Linked DNA regions of Triticum aestivum: all the other regions are linked to region 1. Evidence: chromatin contacts called from public Hi-C data. All regions are on one chromosome and are shown on one strand. Each heading gives the region's core, a stretch centred on a gene start, on an enhancer-like site or on the middle of the called end of the contact. The rest is flanking DNA. Distances are from core to core; before and after follow the strand shown.

The links. Hi-C and Micro-C count contacts between places; a contact is called where the count stands out from the background.
Region 2: a Hi-C map of leaf shows a contact between it and region 1, with 3 times the contacts expected there. The contact joins the promoter of LOC123126338 here to the enhancer-like site in region 1. A contact is called at or near these places in 2 of 5 Hi-C or Micro-C datasets (both in leaf).
Region 3: a contact with region 1 is called in a Hi-C map of leaf, with 7 times the contacts expected there. The contact joins the promoter of LOC123126320 here to the enhancer-like site in region 1. A contact is called at or near these places in 3 of 5 Hi-C or Micro-C datasets (all in leaf) and 1 of 1 datasets of contacts at active chromatin or transcription factors (leaf).

Annotation. Positions count from the first base shown.
Region 1 is chr1B:388,732,563-388,736,934 of IWGSC CS RefSeq v2.1, forward strand. No RefSeq gene overlaps it. Among protein-coding and RNA genes, the nearest start is that of LOC123091596, 310 kb to the right of the region's middle. Within about 2 kb of position 3,044, at least 4 of the 8 cell types and tissues checked have an H3K27ac peak or open chromatin away from gene starts, as enhancers often do. A contact at or near this core is called in leaf, where this site is marked.
Region 2 is chr1B:389,086,384-389,090,590 of IWGSC CS RefSeq v2.1, forward strand. It overlaps LOC123126338 (probable xyloglucan endotransglucosylase/hydrolase protein 29), which reads left to right and starts at 1,453. Exons shown (of 3, transcript XM_044546697.1): 1 at 1,453-1,749; 2 at 1,908-2,008; 3 at 3,263-4,128. The coding sequence starts at 1,569. The coding sequence ends at 3,952.
Region 3 is chr1B:388,260,609-388,265,064 of IWGSC CS RefSeq v2.1, forward strand. It overlaps LOC123126320 (probable inactive shikimate kinase like 2, chloroplastic), which reads right to left and starts at 1,843. Exons shown (of 7, transcript XM_044546685.1): 1 at 1,632-1,843; 2 at 1,365-1,559; 3 at 1,117-1,178; 4 at 870-936; 5 at 671-789; 6 at 421-597; 7 at 1-209. The coding sequence starts at 1,729. The coding sequence ends at 97. LOC123126286 (lysine-specific demethylase JMJ706) reads right to left here. Exons shown (of 10, transcript XM_044546651.1): 7 at 4,452-4,456; 8 at 4,044-4,369; 9 at 3,709-3,963; 10 at 2,595-3,402. The coding sequence ends at 2,917.

The DNA of each region.
Region 1 (4,372 bases), core at 1,794-4,293:
GCGGCGCAGGACTGCTCAACGGTGGCGATGCAGGGCAAGGCGACAGCAGCAGCAGCGGCAGAGGAGGAGGAGGCATGGGCGCGACGCGCGGCGCACTGCACAGTAGGTAAAATGAAGAAACAGTAGGAGGGATCGCAGGCGGATCCGTGGGCGGGGCGGGAGCAAAGCAAATCTTGCGCGGAGACGACGAGAAGCCTCGCCCTCGTGTCTCGCAGCCGGAGCGAATTCCGCAGACGTGCCCCCCACGCGTCCGTCCGCCCGTCCGTGCAAAACTGAGGCCCCAACTTCACCGCGCGACCTCAAACGGACGTCCGGTTTGACCGGATTTTGTTCCTTTGAGGCGTCGATGGATTCGTCCATGTCCGCTTTTGTCCGATGGGTCGTGGATGCGTCCAACGCGCGGCCGCACCCCAAAACCTGTCTGGGATGGACTGAATAAAAAAAAATTAAAAACTAAATGATATGACTAAAAAAGTAAATAAACTTAGTTAAAAAAACATAAAATATATATATAGGGGTTACGGCCATAAAACGGCCCAGTTTGTCAGTCCACTTAACGGCCCAGTTCGTAATTAACATAAAGCAAAAAAGAAAAACGGCTCCCCGCGCGCTCCTGCTCCTGCCGCGCCCGTCGATGCCGTGGCCGACGCCGCTCACTGACCGTCGGTGTCATCGTCGTCGCTGACCAGGTCGACGTAGGCCGGCGGCGTCCAGAGATGGGCCGGCGATGCGTGGTAGACGGGGGCTGGCTGGACAGCGGGAGGTGCCTGCACCACCTCCTCCCGCGGCGACGCCTCCCGCTCCGGTGACCGCGGCGGCGTGGGGCGCCAGTTCACGCCCACGACGTCGGCCATCTCTTCTACCGTGCACGACCAGCCCCACCCCTGACCAACCAGGGCCGGGTGGAACGCGGCCACCGGCGGCTCCTCCACCTCCTCCTCCTCCTTCGCCACAATCTCGAGCTCGGGGATGGCGACCTCGCCGGTGGCAGAGCGGGCCATCATCTCCTCGAGGCCCTCCCACTGGCGCTCGTCGTGCGTGCGCATGGAGTCCTTCATGACGCACGCAACGAGACGGGCCTCCTCCTCCTCCGTCATGCGAGGAGGTGGTGGTGGCGATGGAGACGGCGAAGGCGACGGCGTGGGCGTGACGCCACGCACCCGCCTACGCCCGCGCACCTGGGGAGCAGGCGCTGCGCGCTCCTGTCGTGGCCGCCGCGTCCCCGTCGAGGTGCCGGCGAAGAACGACGCGTGCCTGGTGTCGTGCTCGTCACGAAACCAGGTGTCCCAGAGCCCGGAGTCGGGGGCGTACCTGACGTTGTAGAAGAGGTCGTCGGGGAGGAGGCGGCGGCGGCGCTCGATCTCCTCGTCGCGCGCACGGCCGCTCGTCGGGACCGGCGGGATGGGGACCCGGTCGGCGGAGAGATGCCAGTTATTGGGGAGATGGACGTCGCTCCAGGGGAGCGGCGTCCTCGTCTCCCAATAATGGCGGCACACCGACGCGCGGATGTAATGTTGGTCGCGCTCGCCGGCGGACGTGGGCGCGATGGAGAAGGCGGGCGGCGCGGGGGCCCGCGCGTGGTGGCGATGGCGACGCGGGCTCCTCTTTCTTCACCGAGCCGCGGCGGCGCCCCGACGAGGAACCAGCCTCGCTGTCGTGCTTGCCTTTGCGGCCGTAGTTTCAGAGGCCCATGGCTGCGGGCGGCCGGCCGGCGAGTTTTTTGGCTAGGTTTTGGGAGCAGGCGCTGCCGCGTTTCGAGGAGGCCGCGGGGTGGCGTGGGACAGTGTGGACGCGACCCGTCCAAGCTTCCCACGTAAAGAAGGACGGCGACCGTCCGACGTGTGGATGACAGGTGGGGCCGCCCGCTCGTGCGCATTGATGTTGGCCGGGTGGGAGGTAGGTGGCCGCCTGCCACGCGGCCCCGACGCGGACGAGGCACGCGTCCGTTTGGTGTCCGCCGCGACCCAAATTCGGCGCAAGTTTGCGCTCGAAATGGATCGGCCCGGACACAAAACGGACAGGATAGGTTCGGGCCGTCCCGCACTGGGACGCCTCATTTGTTCCTTTTACCCCAAACGGACAGGATAGGGGCGCGCGGTGTAGTTGGCGTGAGGCCGAGGGCGCAACGTCAAGCGCATGGCCTACTGGCTACTGCTGCTGCTACCTCGACTAGCCCAGGATTCAGAGCTGTAGCTAGCATGTGTCCACGCCACCTCCTCCTCCTGCTACGTGCGTGCAGCGGCGGTCAGGGACAGACCCGAGGGCCGAGGCGTGCAGGTGCAGGCAGGGGCAGCAGGTTGCGCTGCACCTGGCAAGTTGCCATGATTCCCCCCATCGCTTAATCCCATCCCCCCTCTGTCTTTATCTCTTTATTTTTTCCGCCCGGGCGGCGCCATCATCCCCTATTGTTTGCTTCAGCTTCTAGTGCTACTAGTAGCAGTAGTACTATCACCTAGCTATAGCTATAGGTAGCTGTTGGCATGTCTGGCCGTCCTTGTCCAATTGGAGGCAAGGCAACGAAACCAAGCAATGTGATCCAGATGACATGCGATGTCCGCTGCCCAGGGCAGGGCAGGGCCAGCGGGGAGATTCCCCGGGCATTTCATTGTGAGCCATTTCTTTCTTTGCCCGGGGCGACCGTGACGCCGATGCCGATGCCGCCGCCGCCCGCCCGCACATGACGGCCCGTGGTTTAGTTTTGGTTTTGGTTCTGGTTCTGGTTCGGTCACGGCAGTGATGCAGGGGCAAAGGCGCGTCAACCTCCCCGACGGAGCGTGACGAGGCGCTTTTGGGTTTCCCTGGCCCTGGAAGCGACGGATCTCTCGGGCACCCGTATCCCGCCCCCGTGTGGATGGAGTGGTCGCCGTCGATGTGGACGCGCCGGTGTCCTTTTGGTCATCGCCACGGGCCTGCCCTTTACCTGCGTACGTGTACGAAAAGTCCGACCTTTTGCGTCCAGGCTCGGTCCAGAAGGTACTACACGGACGTAGTGAGATTCTCTCGTCCCCCCCACATCCCGTGTGGCCTGTGAGTCTGGCTGCCTGCATATCAACACCGTGCACGGCTTTGGCCGCTGGCTCGACCCGTCGCGGTGTGGGGCACCTACCCACACCTAGCTCTAGCTGCACCGGTCAATGTCGAGATGCGCAAGGATAGACTTCACCATTTCCCATGGTATTACGGCCCTTCGCCAGCGTGCTATTATTATCAGTACCGGTCAATGGCAGGTTAAACGGACGCGAACGCGCGTTGAAGCGTTCTACGCTGACTTATAAAAGTCAGTCAGGTGGGAAACCCCTCCCTGCGAAAAACTGTGACAGTTTGGGACAGGAATTTTGCTTCACACTTCCGTGCCAAGTGAGGCGTTTTGAAACTTTTCGGTTAAAAAAAGCTGATTTTTTTTCATACAAGTAAACAAGGATGAAATATTTTGGGATGTGTATGTGTGTAGAATTTTGGGATGAAATATTTTAAAATGCGATCTGTACAAAAGAAGACAAATTAATGACCTGGGACGATGAATAGTATCATGTGTTAAAAATGCCCAGATTTGTCTTGTTTGCACAGCCCTAATTTTAAAATATTTTGTTTTGAAAATTTACACACTTATGCATTATGCCTCCAGGTATAAGTATATATTTTTTCAGAATCTTTCGAAATGTAAAAATATAAATTTTGATGATTTTTTTTTAACTGGCCTCATTGGGGCTCGGACTCCAAAAGGGAGTTTCGCTCCATGCCCCGCTATGTTTTTATAGAGATCTTTCTGTTCGAAAGGAAAAATAAATATATATATTTTTAGCAAAGGATAAATAAATAAATGACACCACCAACGAATACTTTATGGGACCTGCACAGCGACTGATCGTTAGGCGTTCAACTGAACCAGGCCGACCCGTTCCGGTGCATTTTGTATATGACGCTCATTTCGTATACGAGAGCTGGGCGCGGAGTGGGCTGGCCCATTTAGCAGCGTAGCGTAGGTTTTGCTGGAACTTTTTCCTTTTTTGGTTGATTTCTTTTACTGAGTTTTCCTGTTTCTTTTGTTTTTTTACTTATCCTTATTTACTTTTACTAGTACAAATGCCCGTGCATTGCACCCGGCAAAATATTAAATATAACTTGCTCCACATGCAATTGTGAAACACATTTTTAACCCAATTATTGCAAACGTCAGAAATAAGGTTACACCAAGTATTTCTTTTTGGTATGAAATAGTCTTTCAATCAATTTTATTTTTTGTTGTTCGGAAAAACATGAATATTTCTTTTGTTTTGAGAAGGTGTTTTTTTATTAATTTCAACAATATTTTTTAAAATGGAATCATTTTTATGGTGACGAACATTTTTTTGCAATATAATATTTCATTTTT
Region 2 (4,207 bases), core at 203-2,702, 350 kb after region 1:
TGTTGGTGATGGCAATAGTACTCACTTCTGGGAGGATACTTGGCTGGGGGAAGCGCCGCTGGCGCTTCAGTATCCTTCGTTATATCGTATTGTGCAACGACGAGATGCTCTGGTTGCAACGAGTTTGCAGTCCAACCCCTTTAATATTCAGTTTAGGAGGGTGCTTGTTGGAGATCAGTGGGAAGCTTGGCTTCATCTGGTGAGTAGACTGATGGAGGTTCAGCTTACTCACCAGCCCGATCAGTTGTGCTGGAAGCTTACTACTTCTGGGGAATTCACAGTCAAGTTGATGTACCTTGACGTCATCAATTCTAGTGTTATTCCTAGTTCCATACATGTTTGGAAAGTTAAGGTTCCGCTAAAAATCAAAGTGTTTATGTGGTTTATACATAAACAAGTTATCTTAACGAAAGATAATTTGGTTAAGCGCAACTGGACAGGCTCTACTAGGTGTAGTTTCTGTGATCGGGATGAAAATATCAAGCACCTTTCTTTGATTGCCCGTTGGCGAGGGTTCTGTGGCGCTCGGTACAAATTGCCTTTAACATTACTCCTCCGAGTTCAGTCGGGTCGTTATTTGGAACGTGGCTTGTTGGGATAGAGTCCGAAACAGCTAGACAAATTCGAGTAGGAGCATGTGCGTTGTTATGGGCAATCTGAAACTGCAGAAATGATTTGGCTTTTAACAGAACATCAACTATCTATTTTTTGCAGGTTTTATTCCGGATTACTGCGCTAATCCGTATGTGGTCCTTACTCACTCCGATGGAGGCCAGGGAGCGTTTGGTTACTGGATCTCTCCGGTGGGAGATGGTAGCGCGGGATATCTTCAACCGGTTTGGATGTCGGTCATGTAATAGGATAGACGATTAGTTTACCTATCCATAGTTTGCCAGCCGGTTGTGGCTTTTGGGCCTTTTTGGTCTTTGTTTCTATTGCTCTTTGTGAGCTATCATTTTGTTGCAGACTGCAAGACATTGTTGAACTACTTTATTTTTATAATAAATGTAACCGTATGCATCGTTCTGATGCAGAGGCCGGGGAGTCCCCTTTTCAAAAAAAAATGTACGTAACAATAGCCAGTCATTTACCATCAAATGGACGTTTTCGTTGCGTATTTACAATAGCCAGTATGAAGCAGATGAATAAATGGATCCTCTAGATTAGGCTGTCCGCTTTAACACACTCCGGGATAGATGTCACATGATTTGTTGCCGAAAAAGAACCTTAGGGATGCATGAGAATAGGTTCAAAAATCTGTTTAAAAAAGAATAAGTTCAAAAAAAGATGTATTATTAGCATTTTTGTTTGGTCAAATATAAGCATTATTAGAGATAGTATAATACTCCGGGCCCACAAGTCGGCGTAGCCCGCCGGCGGCTCCGCCAAAAAGGAACTTGAACCCAATCGCATCGTCTCGACAAAGGAAACATAAGATGACATGACATGCATATATATCGACACACAGGCACGCCACACGGACACAGAAATACATACACGCATAGCGCAGCGGCTGCCTCCTGGGTGCAGGATCGAGCTCCGTCGATCCATCGGACCAGCGAGTTGCCATGGCAGCAGCCAGTGCTCTTCTCATGGCGGCTCTCGCGGTCTTCGCCGCGGCCGCCGCGGCGGCGCTGGACACGTCGCCGGTGCCGTTCGACGCCGGGTACGCGCCGCTATTCGGGGGCGACAACCTCGTGCGGTCGGCGGACGGCCGGAGCGTCACGCTCAAGCTGGACCGATACACCGGTAAGTAATTCAATCAATGGAACAGTACGTATTTCCGATACCCGTTTACATACCCCGATCGCGATCAAAGTCGATTTGGTTTTCGGCAGTTATTTGATCGCTCCATCGATCGAGAACCCGATAATTATATTCCAAACTAAGTGAGTGTGACGATGCAGGGTCTGGGTTCATATCCAAGTCGGCCTACCGCCATGGGTTCTTCGGCGCTTCCATTAAGCTGCCGGCCGACTACACCGCCGGCGTCGTCGTCGCCTTCTACGTACGTGCCCCAGCCTAGGCCCCCTGTTCCAGTTTGATCCTTTTATTTACTTGCTTCGTTCGATCGATTAATCTGCTGGGTCACTTGATATTTCGACATGACTAAGCCTAGAAATCAACTCTACTTACGCTGGTGACTGGTCTAGGTAGATCGATGACCATACATGTCCTATGAATTACCCAGTGATCCACAACACACTCCGCTTGCTTGTCCGCGAACAGCACCACAAATCCACCGGGCGGAACCGTGTAAAGTGCTGCTGCTCGTTCTTGTCCATCGAAATGGCTGAACAAGTGTGGCTGCGTACCACGCGGCGGGAAGGGAGGAGAAATTCCGTCTACTTTCCCCTCTGCGTGGTGCAGTGCACACCGGTCAGCATCATGTCGATCGCTTTCGCTTTAGCACCGCCCTAACACCGGTCGTGCTAGGTAGGCGTACACGAAACACCCATCCGCCATCAGCCCAAGAAAAAGAAGATATGCGCGATATATACTAAGCTATTGGTGTAGAAATGGACGTCCATCATCTTGGCGTGCGTCGACCAATTGCCCTGCAGTATGGGTAATCTATCGGTCTAAGCTAGCTCGATCCATCTCGGGTGGTTGCATTGCATTGGTGGGATGTGTCGACATCGATGGCTAGCAAGCTAGCTTTTCTGGCCTGATTTTATTACCCTACTCGGCCCGAACAACGCTAGTGAGGCTGAGTGACGGTTTGTTAATTCCATCTCTTTTTGTTCACTTCAAGAAAGAAATTTATGCTCGGCCCTGGTGCACCTTCACATGGTGGGTGATGTCGACATCGATGGCTTGCTTTCAAGGCCTAGAAAAAAAATCTTGGCCATCGGTTGCCCTATCTGGCCCAAACAACCCAACAGTACTGATTCATATCTTTGTTATGATCATTATTACCCCTCAAAAAATATATGTTATGATCATTATTATTTCTCAAAAAAAAGTTATGATCATTATTTGTCTTCCCAAATTATGACAGAAATGAAGAAAGCAAACACGTATACCGGAGAAATAAAATGTTATACTGAGGATTCAGGCATGCACCTTTGATTGGCATGCATGATTAGTTCTTTGGTAACTGTTTGATTGGTTCAAAATTTCTTCTTCTTCCGATCGAAATATTTATCTCTACGAGAATTTTTGGTGCTGCTGTTGCTGTGAGACAGCTGACTTGTTCATGCCATCGAAAGCTTTACATTCGTGCTGGTGTGAGACTGACTTGTGCGTGTGCGCTGTGCAGCTGTCGAACTGGGACGAGTATCCCAAGAACCACGACGAGCTGGACTTCGAGCTGCTGGGCAACCGGCGCGGTCACGGCTGGCGTGTCCAGACCAACATGTACGGCAACGGCAGCACCGTGCGCGGCCGAGAGGAGCGTTACCATCTCCCCGTCGAACCTACCGTCGCCGGCGTCCATCGCTATGCCATCGCCTGGACCCCCAACAACATCGTCTTCTACCTCGACGGCGTCCCCATCCGCGAGGTGGTCCGCGTTCCCTCCATGGGCGGCGACTTCCCCTCCAAGCCCATGTCCGTCTACGCCACCATCTGGGATGGCTCCGCCTGGGCCACCGACGGCGGCAAGTACAAGGTCGACTACGCCTACGCGCCATTCGCCGCCGAGTTCTCCGACCTCGTCCTGAGCGGCTGCGACGCCAGCAGCGTCGCCGACCCCGAGGGGTGCCAGGTCGACCTGCTCACGCACGACGTCGCCGTCATGGCCCCTGCCAAGCGCGCCGCCATGAGGGGGTTCCGCGAGCAGTACCTGACCTACACGGCGTGCCGCGACAGGGTGCGATACAAGACCACCGTCTTCCCCGAGTGTGACGACCTCGCCGACGGCGACTCCAGCTTCCACCTCTGGGGGGAGTCCAAGAAGAGGCGCCGCCGCTCGTCGTCGCCGCTGCAGTACTCTTCCAGCATGCAGTAGGTTATGGGTTCCGATCGAATGAGTCGAGTCGATCGATGCATGACATCCTCGAGATAGTTTTCTCGGTCGAGGTTGGTGCATCTGTCGGATATGTACACAGTACACAGGAGGATTACAGATAGGAAAACGTCAAGAAAAACGTAATTTTATCAATAGTACATACAGTAGTACGTCCACTTGCTTATATATAGTTTAAATGTTCCAAACCATTTTCCGGCCGGATTCCATGAACAAAACACGAGGCAACGTCTAGTA
Region 3 (4,456 bases), core at 593-3,092, 470 kb before region 1:
CTGTCTGAGGCTTGAATGTTTTGCACGGGCATGTGTACATCCATAAGCAACGAATAATGTCTCGAAAAAGGAAAAAAAAAGGCTCTTGAAGCTGGACTAGATGTTGGTGATGTTGGTGGGCGGGGCATCTGATTGAGGATCCCAGCCGGGTGGCTCGATGTTTGGCCAGTCCCCTCGACAGCCTAGCCTGATGTAAAGGCTCTTCTTCCCTGCCATTCCAACACTGATGTCAATTTTCTTGCAGATATGCACCTAATGAAAGGGAATCTAAGGCGCTGTTCGCTCCACAACTCCGCAAGCGGAGTTGGCGGAGCTGCAGTTCAAAACGGTGGAGTTGCAGTTTCCCCGCTCCGCAGACTCCGGGAGTGCGGTGATTACCAAACAGGGCCCAAATGTAGCATGAGGCGGCTGGTGTTTTACCTGCTAGCTTCTTGTCTGCCAAGGTGAGCTGCTTCAAGGCAACAAGGCAGCCCTGTGCCACAGCCCGCGTGTACTCCGGGTCCCATCCACCCAGCTTCACCACCACATCCGCCTTTGCATAAGCCACGCTCCCAGTGCTAACGCTTCTCCGGGCTTCCTCTTTGGCAGAGGCTTCATCTGCACGCATAGCAGCAGGTCAGCACGGAAGAACCAAACAATCATCAACCAAGCGAAAGGCTTCCTTCCTCACCACCGGCCTCCGACACCGACAACCACACTGTGAACCCGGAGTGAAGATACTGCCATTTGTCGAACCTGCTCGCTGCTCCTTGCTTGCCACCCAGAGTCGCTACCACGGTACGGACATGGCTGCAACACACACATTTTTAGCATGGCAAGTGATCAACCAAAGCAAGCCAAGAAGCTCCCAAAAATAGAGAAAACTCGACCTGCTAAGGCTTTCTAGGACAACACACTCCGCTTCAGCTACAGAGTCCACTCCTTCCGAGGCCGCCCCTACAGGTAATACATGTAGTTAACTCACTGCAGCGGCAATGATCTACTCCCTCCGCCCATAATGTAAGACGTTTTTTTACACTAATATAGTGTTAAAAAACGTCTTATATTATGAGACGGAGTAGTATGTTCTATTTTAGCACCGAAATGAATACGTATTTTAGCACCAAAATGACGTACAGGTATCAACAGACTTTTGAGTGGCACTCTCTAGCAGCTCACTTGTGCAAACTGGAAGATACCTGCAAACACGCAGCTAAACACATTTCAGGGGCCTCATCTGCTGTAGAACCAACAATTGTGGTAGTATCTGTGGCAGCGAATCTAAGAGTAGGACATATATCTATATATTGGTAAAAAAAAGGCGCAGCAGAAACAAGGATGCAATTGGTCAAGTAGTTTCTGTAATAGCACAGCGATGCACGCACCCGATGCCCTCAGCGATCTCTTTGGCGACCGCCTCATTGATATCCGTGGAGTCGCCAACTATGTGAACGCTAATACCTGCCAATAACTGTGTGATCCCAGCAGTGAGAGATTTCCAGGATTCATCAATGTCGGGCCATTTCAGCTCTTGCTCGACTTTCTTCAGATTCACCACCAACTGATCCTCATCGATGAACCTGTAACAGTGTAACGAGTCAACAGATGAATCCTCACAGGCAAGAGCCCGCTACTGAGCTAGCAGTACATACCATATCGTCTCAGAAGACTTAACCCTGTCGAATAGCGTGCCGACATTCATCAAAGTCCTCAGTGTTCCATCAGACTTGGCTCTGATGAGCAGGGACATGTCATCGACGTCAACAAAAACATCTCTTGAACTCTCGATGCCAAGCTTTCCAATGTCCAGTCTCAGCTCCACCTCTCCGTTTGTATCGGTGAACTATAGGGACACAGATAACCTCAGCTGATTATTTTCAACGACATGACAAGCTCCAGATTTTCCAACATTATGTCGTGTCTAAAAGATGGAGTGGATTCACAAAGGGGGAGTTTGCAGTACATTAATGAACAAATATCCAACTCCGATATGCTCATAGGAGCTTTCAGAGACTAGTTAGACATGTGGTTCAGGGCTATTTAATTTAACTAGTGAACTACGCTATATGAAGCGTGAAAGACATCCCATAGAATCATAGCATGTCATCTCCCGAACAAGAAACATGCGGTACCATACTCCCGCAATGGAAGTATTATATGGTGGGTGTTTTGTTCATGATTAACATCTCAGCACAGACAGAGAATGCAAAAAATGTGTCGCCTGTTTATTTTGATTTGCTTTGTGTAGACGCGTTTCATGGGGTATGCAGGACTGTATAATGGGGGAGCCAGCAAACTGGAAGATGGTACAATCGCAGATCGAAGAAGAGATTAAGCATATGCTTTGGGTTCTCTGAATAATCCCCTCGTGTTCTTCTTTTATACCGGAGTATAACAATAATAGGGTTGATTATAAAATCATGTGCTGCACACTAAGTGCTCCTTTGTACGCTCTTATTTTTCTTTACAGAGTAGTAAGTTATCGCCAAGGTAGTAATTTCAAGATCTCTATCATGTGTCAGTAATGGCACCGTGAGGTGACAGAATTGGGAAAAGAGATAGGTGGCTCCAGCAGCAGGAGTGCCCGCGCAGAAGCAGATAAGGTACACAGCTGCTAAGCAAAAGAAAACACTTGCAGAATGGAGAGGCCCAGTTCCGTCACAGGCAATACAGGCATCAAAGAGCAGCCAGCAAGCGGTGACTCAGAGGAAGCCTCTAAACAACGTGATGAACAATCGTCTTGTCTTCTAATAACCGTGTGCCTACCTAGGCCGGCCTCAAATTGGAGGCCCTGCTGCACAAAGAATGGATTAACCAAGCAATCAGCCCTATCCTCCTCTCCTTTCTAAACACAGTCAGTCAGCATCTGTGCTAACCAAAATGCAAGAGAATTGAGTCCTATCTGTCGAGGTTGTTAGCACCTGAGAGTCGGCTACCCTAAATCGTATGCCAAAACCCAGGTGGCTTGTCATCCACTGCAAATCTCTGGCCTGAACTGCCCTGCTGCTGCTGCTGCTGCTGCTCGACCAGCCTGTTGGCGCTACGAGGCAACCGGATCTTCACCCGCTTTGGCCGGACCTCTGAGGAGGCTGCGTCTTTAGTTGCCTCCGCGAACTGCTGCTGGGAACAGCTGCTGGCAGATGGATACACCTTCGACTGCTGCTGGGAACAGCTGCTGGTAGATGGATACACCTTGGACTGCTGCGCGGCATAACTGGCGTCGCCTTGTTGAGCTTCCAGCTGCCGCAGCTTCATCCTCCAGGCAATGGGAACCATGTCCTCTCTATCTTCCTCAGAAGAGGCAGAATTTGACTTATTGTGCCTCATACTAACTGAGGGAACTGAAGTACGCGCAGAGTATTCTTCAGGTCGCTTATTGTCATGTTGTGTTTCTGGGGATGCCTTCTTCAGCCGCTTCAGAACCTGAGTAAACAGTATTTATATATATCAGAAACAAAATATGCAGTGTAACAAACCTACACAAAATCCATGGATTCTCAGTTGCTTCTCAATTACCAATCACGCGTTCAGTAACCTATAATATGATACACGCCTAAGCCTAACAATTTATCAGCACATGAGGTAGGCAAGGAAGCAGCAGTTCACCAGGCTGGCAGTGACAAAAATAATCAAAATTGTGGCTACAGGGTCAGATGCGCGAGTAAAAATAGATTGGCTTCCTCTCTTTGAGAATCTGTTCCAAATTTCGTGGATCAAACTGGAGCATACCTTCTGTTCAGAGAAGTTTGTTGTCTCTGTGTCAGGAGCAGGTCTTCCTAATATGCTGGATCTGCGCTTGACTCGGAAGATTTCAGAATCAGAATCAGAATTGCCACTATATTCCATGGGTGAAGCATTGCAGGAACTAATTTCATTGCAAACATCAGCCATGCAGGATGAATTGCCACCATTTCCATCCACTGACGATGTTTTTACGGACAGCTTAGTAATTGACCAAATTTGGTCGGTTCGAGCTGCATGGACCTGAAAAACAACAGTATCGTTACCTCAAACTGAAAGACAACAGTTGGAAACAAGATTTGATACGAGTGCGGTAAACTGACCTTTGGTTCTGCAGGCAGAGACCCATCACGATGTGCAAAAGATGTCAACGTTGAAGTTGCAGGAGAGCTCTTTCCACCGTCAGCAGCATTTGCTTCTAGCAAGTTTGCTTCACTGTTGCTTATGTCCTGGTTAGTCCCAACTGATGGACCATGATAGACACCAATATCAGAAATCGCAGCTTGCTTATACGAGACATTAGCACTTGTTTCCTTATCCAGGCGAATATCCTGCTCGAATTTTCTATATAGAGCCTCTAACTCCAGTATGTCCTCTCTGACGTAGACAATCCGGTCAGATTTACAAGAGCAGCTCCGCAGTTCTTGTTCTGTACTCCAACAAACAAACAGTCAGATAAAATACAAACTTCAGGGGAAGGCTAGAGAAACAGCAATGTCAGGATTTCCTACCATGA